Regions from separate parts of the Mus musculus genome. Here region 1 is linked to region 2. Evidence: chromatin contacts called from public HiChIP or PLAC-seq data. All regions are on one chromosome and are shown on one strand. Each heading gives the region's core, a stretch centred on a gene start, on an enhancer-like site or on the middle of the called end of the contact. The rest is flanking DNA. Distances are from core to core; before and after follow the strand shown.

Region 1 (5,810 bases), core at 617-3,116, 56 kb before region 2:
GGGGAGCAAGCCAGTAAGCAGCACCCCTCCATGGTCTCAGCATCAGCTGCTGCCTCCAGGTTCCTGCCCTACTTGGGTTTCTGCCCTCGATACTTTTGATGACGAACTATTATATGGAACTGTGAGTGAAATAAACTCTTTCCTCTTCAAGTTGCTTTTGGTCATGGTGTTTCATTACAGCAATACTGATCCTAACACAGGCACTCTTTTTGGGGGGGCGGGGAGGGAGGTCTTTCTGAATGAGCTATGGCTCAATGAAAGATCCCAGCTTATCCTGAACGAGCACAGTTACCGCTCAGCCTCCTCTGCATTACCTCTCCAGCCTTTATTCAGACTCCTAGGAGGCAGACACCAACTCCAACCTGCTTATAGACAAAGAAACAAATTCAGCGCTGTGAATGAACCCAGCAGATGCCACACAGGCCATTCGCAGAGAAGATATAAAAACAAAAACAAAAACATCAGACTCTTAGGCAGCCTTGTCCCCTGCTCCTCAAGAACACTGCGGGAACTAATGAAACCAGAAAGAACAGCATATGTCCCACTGAGTTCTCCTGGGCTGGCAAGGCCCTGTCAGCAAAGGTCTAGCCTGGTCCACTCTAGGTTGACCTTTATCTAGCCCACACCATGGCAAGCGTGGACTCTCTGAACAAGAAGTGGCTGTACCTAGGCTTTCAAGAGAGTTGTCCAGGGGACAACTTGCTGGAGAGATGGCTCAGTGGTTAAGTGCTCTGGCTGCTCTTCCAAGGTCCCCAGTTCAATTCCCAGCACTCCCATGATGGCTCACAACCATCAGTAATGGGATGTTTTGCCCTCTTTTGTCATGCAGGCATGTATGCAAACAGATCACTCAAAAACAGAAAATACACAAGTAAATATGCTAAATGGTGTCTTTTTAAATATTTATCTCTTTTTATTTTATGCGCATGAGTATTTTGCTGGTATGTGTGTCCTGATGCCCACAGAGGTCACAAGAAGGCACTGGATTCCTGGAACTGGAGTTACAGATGGTTGGGAGCTGCCATATGGATGCTGGGAACTGAACCCAGGTCCTCTGGAAGAACAGCAAGTGTTCTTAATTGCTGAGCCATCTCTCCAGTCCCATCAGCAATGATTTCTGGGCACTGACCTTCCGATCATCTAAACCACAGCTGGGCATCAGGGACCACAAGGCTCCATTGCTAGCTTGGCTTTCCAACTGCAGCTGCTGCTGCATCCTCACCCAATGCACAAGTGGGCATTAACTTACTTCCATGTTAATTCACTCTAGAAGCCACCATTTACCAAGCACCTACTAAGAGGGATGCCGTGAGCCAAGCACCCACCAGAACTCTCTCATCCCTCCACTTACTGCCTCTCTGTGCTCTGCAGTGTAGAAGTGAGAATAGACATGAAATATTTGAAATAAAAAACCAACCACGAATTGTGATGAGCAAGGGAGGGAGATGTGGGGAGAAAGATGTGGGAGATGTGGTGGCTTATGTCTGCAACCCCAAGTCTGGACAGAGGTCATGAATTCAAGGCTAACCTGAGCTATATAACAATAGCTTTCTCATAAATAGGAGAGTTGCTGGGGTGGGTGGGATGAGGGAATTAAATATGCTGAGACATAAAAGGTAAGGGGCTATAAAGAACTGGAAGAAGCAGTCAGGCCTGGTGACACACGCCTTTAATCTCAGCACTTCACAAAAGCAGACAGATCTCTGACTGAGTGGAGGGCCAGCCTGGTCTACAGAAGAGTTCCAGGACAGCTAGGGCAACACAGAGAAACCCTGTTTCAACTAACAAACAGGGACAGAGCAAGACTTCTAAGTGAGGGGAATAACCTATAAAAAGGTCCTGAGGTGTGGTACCAGCTCAGAGGGAATGCTGGGTAAACATCAGTTTCTGTTTCCTCCTCTGTGTAACGGCCTCCTCGTTCCAGGGCCGGCCAGGAATACCTTCTTCTCATTCCTATTCCTTCTTCCAAGCTGTACATTGTCAAAACCCAAATTCTCTGAGGACAGGAGAGGCAATCTGTATATTCCTGCCTTGTCAGAGAGAGAAACTATGGTCCAGAGAGGGGGCCCAGCTTTCTTGGGGGCTGCAGCAGTGATAAACTGCTCTTCCCCTCCCCCACCCCCTTCCCCCCTAAACTTTGTTGACTACAGATCAGGACCTGGCACCCATGGAGATGCTCAGAAAGTCTGGCTCTCACCAACCATGAGCTGTGTAACTGATTAGGGGAGGGGCCTAGGGGAAGCCCTCCCACCCTGCACACAACTATTTTGAGAGGGCCACAGGACTAAAGGAAGCTACTTCCCAAAGACACTTGGTACTCACTAGGACATTAGCTAATCCTACATTCTGCGGGAAGCCAGTGAGAAGTGAAGTCTTTTTTTTTTTTTTTTTTTTTTTGTCTTATTGAGAACCTAGGACCATCAACATTTCACAGAGAGACATGGTAAAGCTTTAGCTAGAATAAGCAGAGTATGACTGGAGATCACTGAGGCCAGAGCCTCACAAACGAAGAGACTTACGTCCAAGAAAAGACTAGATTTACCCACAGTGACCAGGCTGAGGAAGTGCCCAGCCCAGGTGGAGAAGGTAGCTGAGGGGAGGTTGGGATTTGGGCGGGGGGTCAAGGGCAGGGCAGCTTCCTCTGGCCTGGCCTGCCCCAGCCACAACCTCCTATTGCTCACGGGTGTGGCAAAACCTGCCAAACCAGTCCAGGTGTCAGCGCCAAACGGTGGCAGAGCCCAAAGCTGCAGGAGCAGGCAAGGCAGCAGACAGCAAGAATCTGGGACCGGAAAGAGAGGACAGAGAGGCTCCTCCCAACCTGCCAGCCCAGCCCAGAGGTCTCTTCACCGCCTGGGGTCAGGTTGGTTCTCTCAGCTTTCTATCCCTGGAATGCAGTGAATCAGGATTAACCAGGGCCACTCTCCACGTCCCTCCCCTCCTGGTGGGGACAGACGGCCTTCTGTCTAGCTGTGTCACTATGCAAGAAACCAGAGGTAGGTCTGAGAAATAAGACAGAAGGCAGGGAAGGTGGCAAAATGACAGGAACCACCCTTAGACCCCGTGGGACCAAGAAACTCCTGGTAGGCAAGAAAGGCTTCATTAAAAGGCTGGGCTCCTGTGAGCCTGTGTGTCTCACAGATGTGAAGGGACTGTCTCCTCTCTCAACCCAAATCCTCACATGGCAAATGAAGAGAAGACCAGAGACAAGCATGGACTAGTCTAAGGTCACACAGCAAGACCATGGCAGAGATAGGACCCCACATAAGACTGACTTCCCAGAACACCCCAACTTTTACAGGAGAGGTATTTTTACAAATTCAAAAATCACTCTTCACACCAAGGAACCAAGAGACCCCTTCCTCACTATCCCCGGAAATTCCAGAGACTGGAAGAAAGCTCTATTCATGTCACTACCCAGGCCCTGCCAGTCCCTGAGGGTTACTGCTGTACAAAAATACCATCAACAGCTGGCTTTGTGCCTCACGCTTCCAAAGGCTAGGATGTCTGAGATCAAGGTGGCAGCAGATGTAGTGTCTGCTAAGGACTCTACTTTCTGGCACCTTCCAGCATGTCCCCACATGACAGAAGAACAAGCAGGCTCTCCGGGATCTTTCCTAGGCACAGGTAGGCATGCGCCATTCACAGGGGAGGAGACTTCACCCCCAAGAGCCTCACCTTAAAACCAGCACCCAGAGCTACCAGGCCAGTACTTGACTCCTGGGGACATAAACACAGCATGTGTTTACTCATTCGCTCGCTTCCTGCACTCCAGCATACAGGACACTCCTCGTGTGTGGTGAAAGCCCAAGGAACGGGCAAGTGGCTTAAAGCTCAGCCAAGAAGCAGCCGGGGACAGGGTCCTTTCTGAGGCACAACCATGGAGTTCGGAGTGGGAAAGCAGGAAATAGATAAGAAAAAGAAAATGGGAATCTAGGTGTTGAAAGCTACCTGGCTATGGAACAAACAGAGACACTGTGGGCTCAGCGCTCTCAAGATGCAGGAGAGCTGGTTGCTGCAACCACTCTGAACACACGGACTTCAGGCCAGTGTGCACTTCTGGTATGTGAGTATCAAGCTTTCAAGGCAGGGAGACCCGAGCTGAAAGCATGAGGAGCTATTGGCCTAACCCTCTGCACAAGGGAGCTGCTGCCGCCTCCTGTTTCCCTTAACGACTCTTCAGAAGCGCATGTACTGTGATGGAGAGACACATGATCTGTGAACTGCCAAGTGCCAAACACATATGAAACTACCAACACTAACACGACCATCACTGGCCTCGATGGCCCCACCAGATCTCAATATCTAAATATCAATCACCATCATGGTTCTAACTACTCAGTAGTATAAATCACCTACTATGTGCCAGGCATAGTATTGAGCAAAGAGAGCCAACATAAGAAGGAGCGGTTGAGAGACAGAGAGACAGAGAGAGAGCAGCTTTACTGGGACAGTTGTACAGAGACAGGTTACAGAGAGAGAACAAGCTAGACACAGATGAAGACAGGACAAGCCAGAAAATGAGAAGGAGCCAGAAGATTAGAACAGATTGCTAGAGTTAGCATGAGGCCAAGCAGAGCAATTCAGTCACAAGCCAAGAGAAGCTGGGTTGAATCAGTCAGCTTGGAGAAGGGTTTGAGCCAGAACAGTTGAGTTGAACCAGCCAGCCAGAGTCCAGAAAGAGCTAGAAAGGGCGAGCTTACTCAGCAGTCAGTCTCAGAGGCTTACTAGGCCTAGGTAAGAGTGTTTAAGAGGCTGGAAGCTTCCAGGACTAGGCCTAGGCTGACAGACTGAGGCCAAAAGCCTCAGAGACGACAGTTACATCAGACAAATAGAAGTCACTTTTACAGTTGCCTTTGCTCTCACTCAAGTAAGGACCATCCCTGATTCCACTTCACAGATGGACCAATCAAGGCCTTGAGGGAAGAAGCACCAGACAGAAACTCGCAGTAGCAGAATGAGGTCTCCACGCAGGCCTGAGTCTGGACGGGGCACAGGCTCCATACTCCACTGCTCGGGAAGACGCCCACCATTGCATTAAAGTAACTCCCTCATTAATGAGGTCACCTCACTGACTCTTGCAATAGTGAACGCTGAAGAGGACGCAACTGGGTGGATGGGGCCAGTCCACTGTCCACCAGGCCGGCCACGGGGCTGTGCTTTCTGTCCGCCAGGCCCAGTTAGCTGTCTTCCTCCTGGGAAGTAGCTGCCTTGCTTTCCCCAGGTCTGGGCTCCCACACGGGCACCCACAGCTCTCGGGTGCACCTCCCAGCACCAAGCACATTATCTCAGTTGTCTGTCAGAGTCTCTGGACTACTGGAAGAAAGAGACGGTTGTTCGTGTTAAATGGCACATCCCCAGTGGCTGTGCAAATGGTAGGAAAGGTATTCAGTCAAGCCTTCCGGAAGCAAAGGTTAAACGGAGTGTGTGTGGGGGGGGGGGGGGAATCTATGCCAATTCTATAAAACTCAACTTCCGTTGCTCCAGATGAGCCATTCCATCTTCCCTGGCCTCCGTTTCTTTACCTGTTAAATGGGGACTATTCTGCTTGCCCTACCTTCTCTCAAGGCTGTTGTGAGGAACAAACAGACATGCTTGAAAAGATGTGACACTCATTAATGCATTCATTCAACAAACGTGCTGAGCCCTAACATGTGGGCTATGCCCTAATCCAGACTATCCTCTTTTTTAAAAAAGACTTATGCTTATTTTGTGTGCACTAGTGTTTTTTTTGGGGGGGGGGTTTCGAGACAGGGTTTCTCTGTCTAGCCCTGGCTGTCCTGGAGCTCACTTTGTAGACCAGGCTGGCCTCG
Region 2 (6,187 bases), core at 3,026-5,525:
GGGAGGGAGGGGGAGAGAGAGAGGAGAGTTAGGAGAGAGGAGAGAGAGAGAGAGAGAGAGAGAGAGAAAGAGGAGAGAGAGGAGTATATATTTATTTCAGTGTATGTTAGGAAAATATGGAAAATATGACTAGCATTTCAACCGTGACTTCACAGGGACAAGGGGATTCTAAGTATAGGTGGGTAATGGGAACCCTACAAATTTAAACGTGAAAGCTAACTCTCCCTGCTCAAGGTCTTAGAGGCAATTGGGTCTTGAGGCTAGAACTTTTGTGAGTGGGATTAATGTCCTTATAAAAGGGACTCTAGAGAGACTCTTGACCCCTTCTACCATGTGAGACAGAATCTTGAAGACTCCATCTGTGAACCAGAAGTCAAATCCTCACAAGATACCAAATCTACTGACTCCCTGATCCCAGACACCTGGGCTTCTAGAACTGTAAGGAGTAGGTTTCTACTGTTGCATGGGGGGTGTCATTTGTTTGTTTGGGGGCAGGGTCTCTCTACATAGCCCTGGCTGTCCTGGAACTCTTCATGTAGACCAGGCTGGTATACACCCTATAGAGATCCACCAGGTCTGTCTCCCAAGTGCTGGGATTAAGTCATATGCCATCATGCCTGGCCAAATTCCAGTGATTATAAGACACAGAATTTAAAAAAACAATAATAAAATTTAAAAAATAAATAAAAGACACAGAATTGATGATATTTGCTCATAACAGCCTAAAGGGACTAAAACACTGTGGCACATAGGCATGGAAGACACTGTTGAGCTGGTTTGGGGGATGATGGAAGCTGGAGAAATTCTGGGCTAGAACAGATTAGACTCCTAAACTCAAGCAGTGATCTAGTGAGGGTTATGATCAGGTTGTTGGCGGACACCTCCACACAACTGCCAATCAGATCTGCCTGGGTGCAGATCTGTTGATAAGGAGGTGGGTATTGCATGTCTAGGCCCAGGGAAGGCTTCACTGTTTCTTTCTCTGGCAAGATGTGTGGGTGGCTTGACGCTCAGCACTCTTTCCTGCTAATGAGCTTAGAGCTTTTGCCCTAATAAACACTACTGTGTGTCACAGGGCTGACATGTGATGGCTTCCAAGGAGAAGTGTTAGCAACATTCACTACATTTGTTTGGTACCTTTTCTCCCATGTTATCCTTAATGTGAGATAGCCACAAGGACAGGGTGGATAGAACTGGCTCACCTTTGACCTCAGATTCTTGTTTAGAGTTTCTGGACTTACGCACCCCAGCCTTGATATTCAGAATTGAACGGCACCATTTAGATTTAGCCCAGAAGCTGCCTCCCAATTGAGCAGAATTCTGCATCCCATTATCTCTAGCCTGGCCCAAGATAGAAAGTCCTTCAAAGGCTTTTCTTAGCTTGCCTGCTCCGAGTCTAAGCTGTGAGTTTCTGTGTGCAAGTGTCTGCTCAGGCCTTAGAATCTTCTGTAGTGCTCCAGGGAGTTCTGGGGTCAGGTGACCTGGATTAAACTACAGGCTTTTCCTGAGAACTAGACAGATTACATAGCCCCCTATCTGTAAGGAGAGTAATACAACATACCTCACAGGATTGCTTTGCAAATCAAGTAAGACAACAAAAATAAAGTCTTCAGTTATTAAGGTGCCTGGCCCAGAGTACATGCCCAATGAATACATCTGCATATGAAGCCCTGCTGGGTGTGTGTTAGCACAAGCCCGGCACTTGGGAGACAGCCTCGAGTAGATCTCTGTGAGTTCAAAGTCGGTCTGGTTTACATAGTGAGTTCCTGGCTAGCCAGGACAATATAGTGATGAGATCCTGTCTAAAAGAATCAACAAAGTGGCTGGAGAGATGGCTTAACAATTAAGGCTGTTCTTTAAGAGGACCCAGGTTTAATTTCCAGCACCTACATGGCAGCTCCTGTCTGTAACTCCTGTTCCAGGGGATACAACACCCTCACACAGACGTGCATGCAGGTAAAACACCAATGCATATAAAGTGCATAAAAATAAATTGTTTAAGAAATCATCACTGAAAGAAAGCGGGAAATGTGTATCACTGCTGTCTCTGGGTGCCAGGAATACCAGCTAGCTTGGCTGTGGGGGAAGCCAGAGTGCAGTAAAGGGACCACAATGGCTGATTCCTTGATATGTCACTGTGCCCACTTATCCGCCCAGCCCTCCTTCATGTCTGAAACCCTCCCCCATGGGATCACTCCTGCTCTGCAGGTGCTAAGTCTGGCAGGCACTTCTTTTGCAATGCTAGAGACCTTTGCTTCAGTTTTCTAGCCCTCCAGTCATTCCCCTGTCTCAGGCCCTTGGTCATCTACCGTAGACAAGAGTCTGTGGTCTTCTTGCAGCTTCTCATCAGAAAGGCCTTTCTGACTGGGATCCTGTGTGTGTTTACATCAAGAGTCGTAAGCTTAGGCTAGAGGTGGCTCAGTGGCAGAGCAAATCCTAAGCATGCCCATGGCTGTGGGCTCCACCCTCAGCACAGTTGTCAGGGAGGGCTATACTTACTATAGAGCTCATCATTCTCAACATACACGTTTTTTTCTTTCCTTACTAAATAGAAAAGTTCATCTTTTTCACTGAAGGAAGCACTTCATAGCTTTTTTTGTGATGTCCAATTTGCTAAAACCACTATAGCATTGTACTTTGGAACCATAATTAAATAAAAAATGATTTTATGACATTTTATTCTGTCTTTTTTTAAAAATTTGTTTATTTTATGTATGAGTGCTCTATCTGCATGTACACCTGTATGCCAGAAGAGGGCATCAGATCCCATTTATAGATGGTTGTGAGCCACCCTGTGGTAGCTGGGGATTGAACTCAAGACCTTTGGAAGAACAGACAGTGCTCTTAACTGCTGAGCCATCTCTCCAGCCCACATGTGTGTTTGTGTTTTCGTGCGTGTGCGTATGTGAGTGTGCGTTTTAACAGAAGCTAAAGGGGCTTTGGATTCCTTATAGTTACAGGCATCTTGTGCTTCCTGATGTAGGTGCTGGGATCCAAACTCTAGTCCACTGATAGAGCAAGCACTAACTGCTGAGCCATCTCTCCAGGCCCAAGGATAGTGTTGCCATTGGCATGTTTTGTGGGGCAGAAGAGTGCTTATTACACAGCCTTGGCCAACCTGGAACTTGCTGTGTGGTTTGATCATAGTCAGTCGGATAACTGAGAGAGTGACTAACTGACCAGTGAGTGGAAGCAGTAAACAACAGCACACATTACATCCTGGAAGGATGGTATGGGGCATCATGGACTATGGGCAATGTAAAACGTACACAGTGACTATTTGGGAAATTATCCACTTAGTGTTTCTGGGAAGCAGTTCACCTCTGGGTAGCTGAAACGAAAAAGGGAACCCAGGGTCAGGAGAACTACTGTATACCATACGTCACCATCTGCTGTAAGGGCTCTCATCTCTGACCTTGTCCCTGATTCCGCTGACTTTCATGGCACATCTCAAAGCCCTTCAGTGGCTCTCATTTCTGTCTTGTATTCATTGACCAGATCCAACCCTCCTCTCTTCCCTGGCCTTAGCTCTTTGTGGAGCAGGTAAGGCCTATGTGGTCCATTTCATAGCCTGTTAACTGTTTGCTGTTCTCTTCTGTTAGGGAGGCTCTTTACACACACTCTGTGAGACTATGTTATCCCTTGCCTCCTTCAAGACTTTGTTCCAGGGGACTGGAGAGATGGCTCAGCTCAGCTGTCTATAATTCCAGTTCCAGGGCATCTAAAACTTTTACACAGACACAGATAGACAGAAACAGACAGGCAGGCAGACAGACAGACACACGCACACACACACACACCACCGTGGACAGAAACTGTGAGAGGGGTGATGTGGGGGGAGGGGTCCGATTTGCCTTCTTAGCCTCATGGAATAATAAATTCTATGGGGTTGTATTTGAGTAGATAAGAGGCAAGCAGTTCACTATCTTACTAGGTAATTAGTTTATAACACCACTTCTAGTGAGACTAGTGTAGTACTTCAGGCCCTTAGGCGTTTGCCTATAATTATTTTTATAATGTATCACAAATTGCTGGGACTGCTAGTGTGGGCTTTTTCTTTTTTTCTTTTTCACTTTTGGCCTTTTATTCTCCCCTTGGCCTTCTAGTCTCTACAAAAGATGTAAAGAGACTTAAAGAAAAAAAGACCCCCGCCCCCAACCCCAGGCTCCCCCCCCCCCCCCCCCCCCCCGCTCCCGGCCGGAACCTTGCAGTTGGGGAAACGTTAGCTCTCCGGTGGTGTTTTTGCGGGCTTCCGGTGCCGCTCCAGCCTGGGCGAGAAGAATTGCCAAGTCAGTTCCGGCAGAGAGCGCAGCGAGCTCGGGAGTGTGGCCTTCTTCGCCCCGGGCCCCTCACGGCCTCGGCCCGCGCCGGGTGAGCCCGAGGGGCCCGGGAGCAGCCTCGGTCCCTACTCTGCGGACGCCAGGAGCCCTCGCCCTCGAGGCAGCCACCGGCTAGGCCACGCGGCCATTCCGCAGCGACTCTTGCCCTGCCAACGATGCGCCTGCATGGCGGCGGCCTCCCCGACTCCACCGGCGCCCTCTCTCCAGGGCCGGGCCCACCGAGGAGTCCCAGCCAGGCCTTCGAGGACGCCTCGAAAGTGGCGGCGAGCGTGGCATGACGGGAAGAATGGCATCCACCTGAAGGCCAAGGCTGGGCCTTCGGGGCTTCTGCGGCCTAAGGCGGCGGGTCTGAGCAAGAACACTCTGCCATCGCCGGCTCGGGACGGGAGGCCCACCCGTGGCCGAGCACGCAGACCTGGATGAACCGAGGCCTCGATGGGCCTGGACGAAGGTGAGCGGGGCCCCGAATCACGGCGAGAGGAACGATCGATTCTTGGGCCGCGGGTCTTCCCTCCACCCGAGAGAAGCCGAGACGCGACAACCGCAGGCGGCCATTCGGAAACGCTGTCGCCGTAGAAGTCCTGTGTATATAATATGAAAAAGCTGCTCTCAACCTTTCCCCCGACCCTTTTTAGACTTCTGGCTAAATCTGGACGTCTAACTGTAGAGATTGCCGACGCAGGGTAAAGGAGAGGTAGGAGATGACGTGAATACCCAGTCGCCATAAAAAGAAGATCGTGGACACGTCTTCTGCAAGTGATTTTGAAATGGAATTGTTTAGGCCGCCTCTAGAAAGACCCAGGAGCGACACTCGTCCCTGTTTGTTCAGTACCTTAGAGGATCCAGCAGGAGGAAGAAGAGGCCCGGAGCCAGATTGGTCGTGTGAAGAAGACGTGTCTCTCTTTTTTATCCTATTGTATTGTGTATGCATTTTAGTCCTCATTTCTTACCCCCCACACCATGTTTGCGTGTGTGCCTGTGTGTGTGTATTTGAGTGTGTTTGAAAATGCCAGGTTTTGGGGGTAATGTCTTTCTAGCTGCTCTGAAGTGCCTGCCATATTTTATAAGTAGTAAACATGCTGTAAATACCTTTTTGTTAGGATTCATTTGAATTATTGTTTGGAGAAGAAAAGCCAAACCTCTCCTGAGTTGACCGCATTGTGTTTGTGCCCTGGTTCCCAGAAGGAAATCCAGAGCTCTAAGCTACTGTGGTCCGTGAGTGGAAAGGAACCACTATCTCCCACTATCCCATTTTGTTTGGCTTTTCTTTGTACATAGTGTATGTAAAGGACAAAGGGGTCCTAATTTACAACATCTAGTCACTCTAGATGTTAAAGAGGTTGCCAGTGTATGACAAAGTAGAGTTAGTAGAACAACACTTTTTTTTTTTTTTTTTTTTACATTTTGTGTTAAAGTTGTAATTACTCTTGTTACGTGTGCCATTTACTGACTGCTGTGTATATAGTGGACAACAGTCCTTACTTGAAACATCTGGTCTATCTAGATGTTTAGAAGTGCCCAACGTATGTTAAATGTAGAGGTAGTGAAATATCACTTTGTAAATATCTTTTTGCAAACACTCATGAGTCGTTGTCTTTGGGGAGTGGGGTGATGAGCCCTCTGAGCAGTACTGTCTTTACTTGCTCCGGGGTTTGGAGGAGGTGTTGGGAGGCAGTGACAACGGCCATGTAGTGTGTGTGTATATGGGACCTTTTCAGATGCCATTTTTATATTCTTGCATTTTGTTTTGCTGTGTGTATACTGTATATAATGGACAAATATGTCTAAATTTTCAACATCTAGACTCTAGATGTTAAAGAGGTTGCCAATGTATGACAAAGTAGTAA

Evidence for each region. HiChIP or PLAC-seq counts read pairs in DNA pulled down with a chosen protein or histone mark.
Region 1: an H3K27ac HiChIP or PLAC-seq map of embryonic stem cells shows a contact between it and region 2, with 38 read pairs. The contact joins the enhancer-like site here to the promoter of Norad in region 2. A contact is called at or near these places in 5 of 39 promoter capture datasets (embryonic stem cells, hippocampal neurons, maxillary cranial neural crest and 2 more), 1 of 15 datasets of contacts at CTCF or cohesin (the NIH/3T3 cell line), 29 of 484 Hi-C or Micro-C datasets (the C2C12 cell line, the N1E-115 cell line, astrocytes and 13 more), 6 of 115 datasets of contacts at active chromatin or transcription factors (cardiomyocytes, embryonic stem cells, hepatocytes and 2 more) and 1 of 9 other capture datasets (embryonic stem cells).

Annotation. Positions count from the first base shown.
Region 1 is chr2:156,444,552-156,450,361 of GRCm38.p6, reverse strand. The region is part of intron 2 of Epb41l1 (erythrocyte membrane protein band 4.1 like 1); the gene reads right to left. Among named protein-coding and RNA genes, the nearest start is that of Epb41l1, 26 kb to the right of the region's middle. Within about 2 kb of position 1,866, at least 78 of the 459 cell types and tissues checked have an H3K27ac peak or open chromatin away from gene starts, as enhancers often do. A contact at or near this core is called in colorectal tumor organoids, differentiating embryonic stem cells, embryonic stem cells and 5 more, where this site is marked.
Region 2 is chr2:156,391,067-156,397,253 of GRCm38.p6, reverse strand. Norad (non-coding RNA activated by DNA damage) reads left to right here and starts at 4,275. Exons shown (of 1, transcript NR_024329.1): 1 at 4,275-6,187. The region is part of intron 2 of Gm14170 (a long non-coding RNA gene); the gene reads left to right.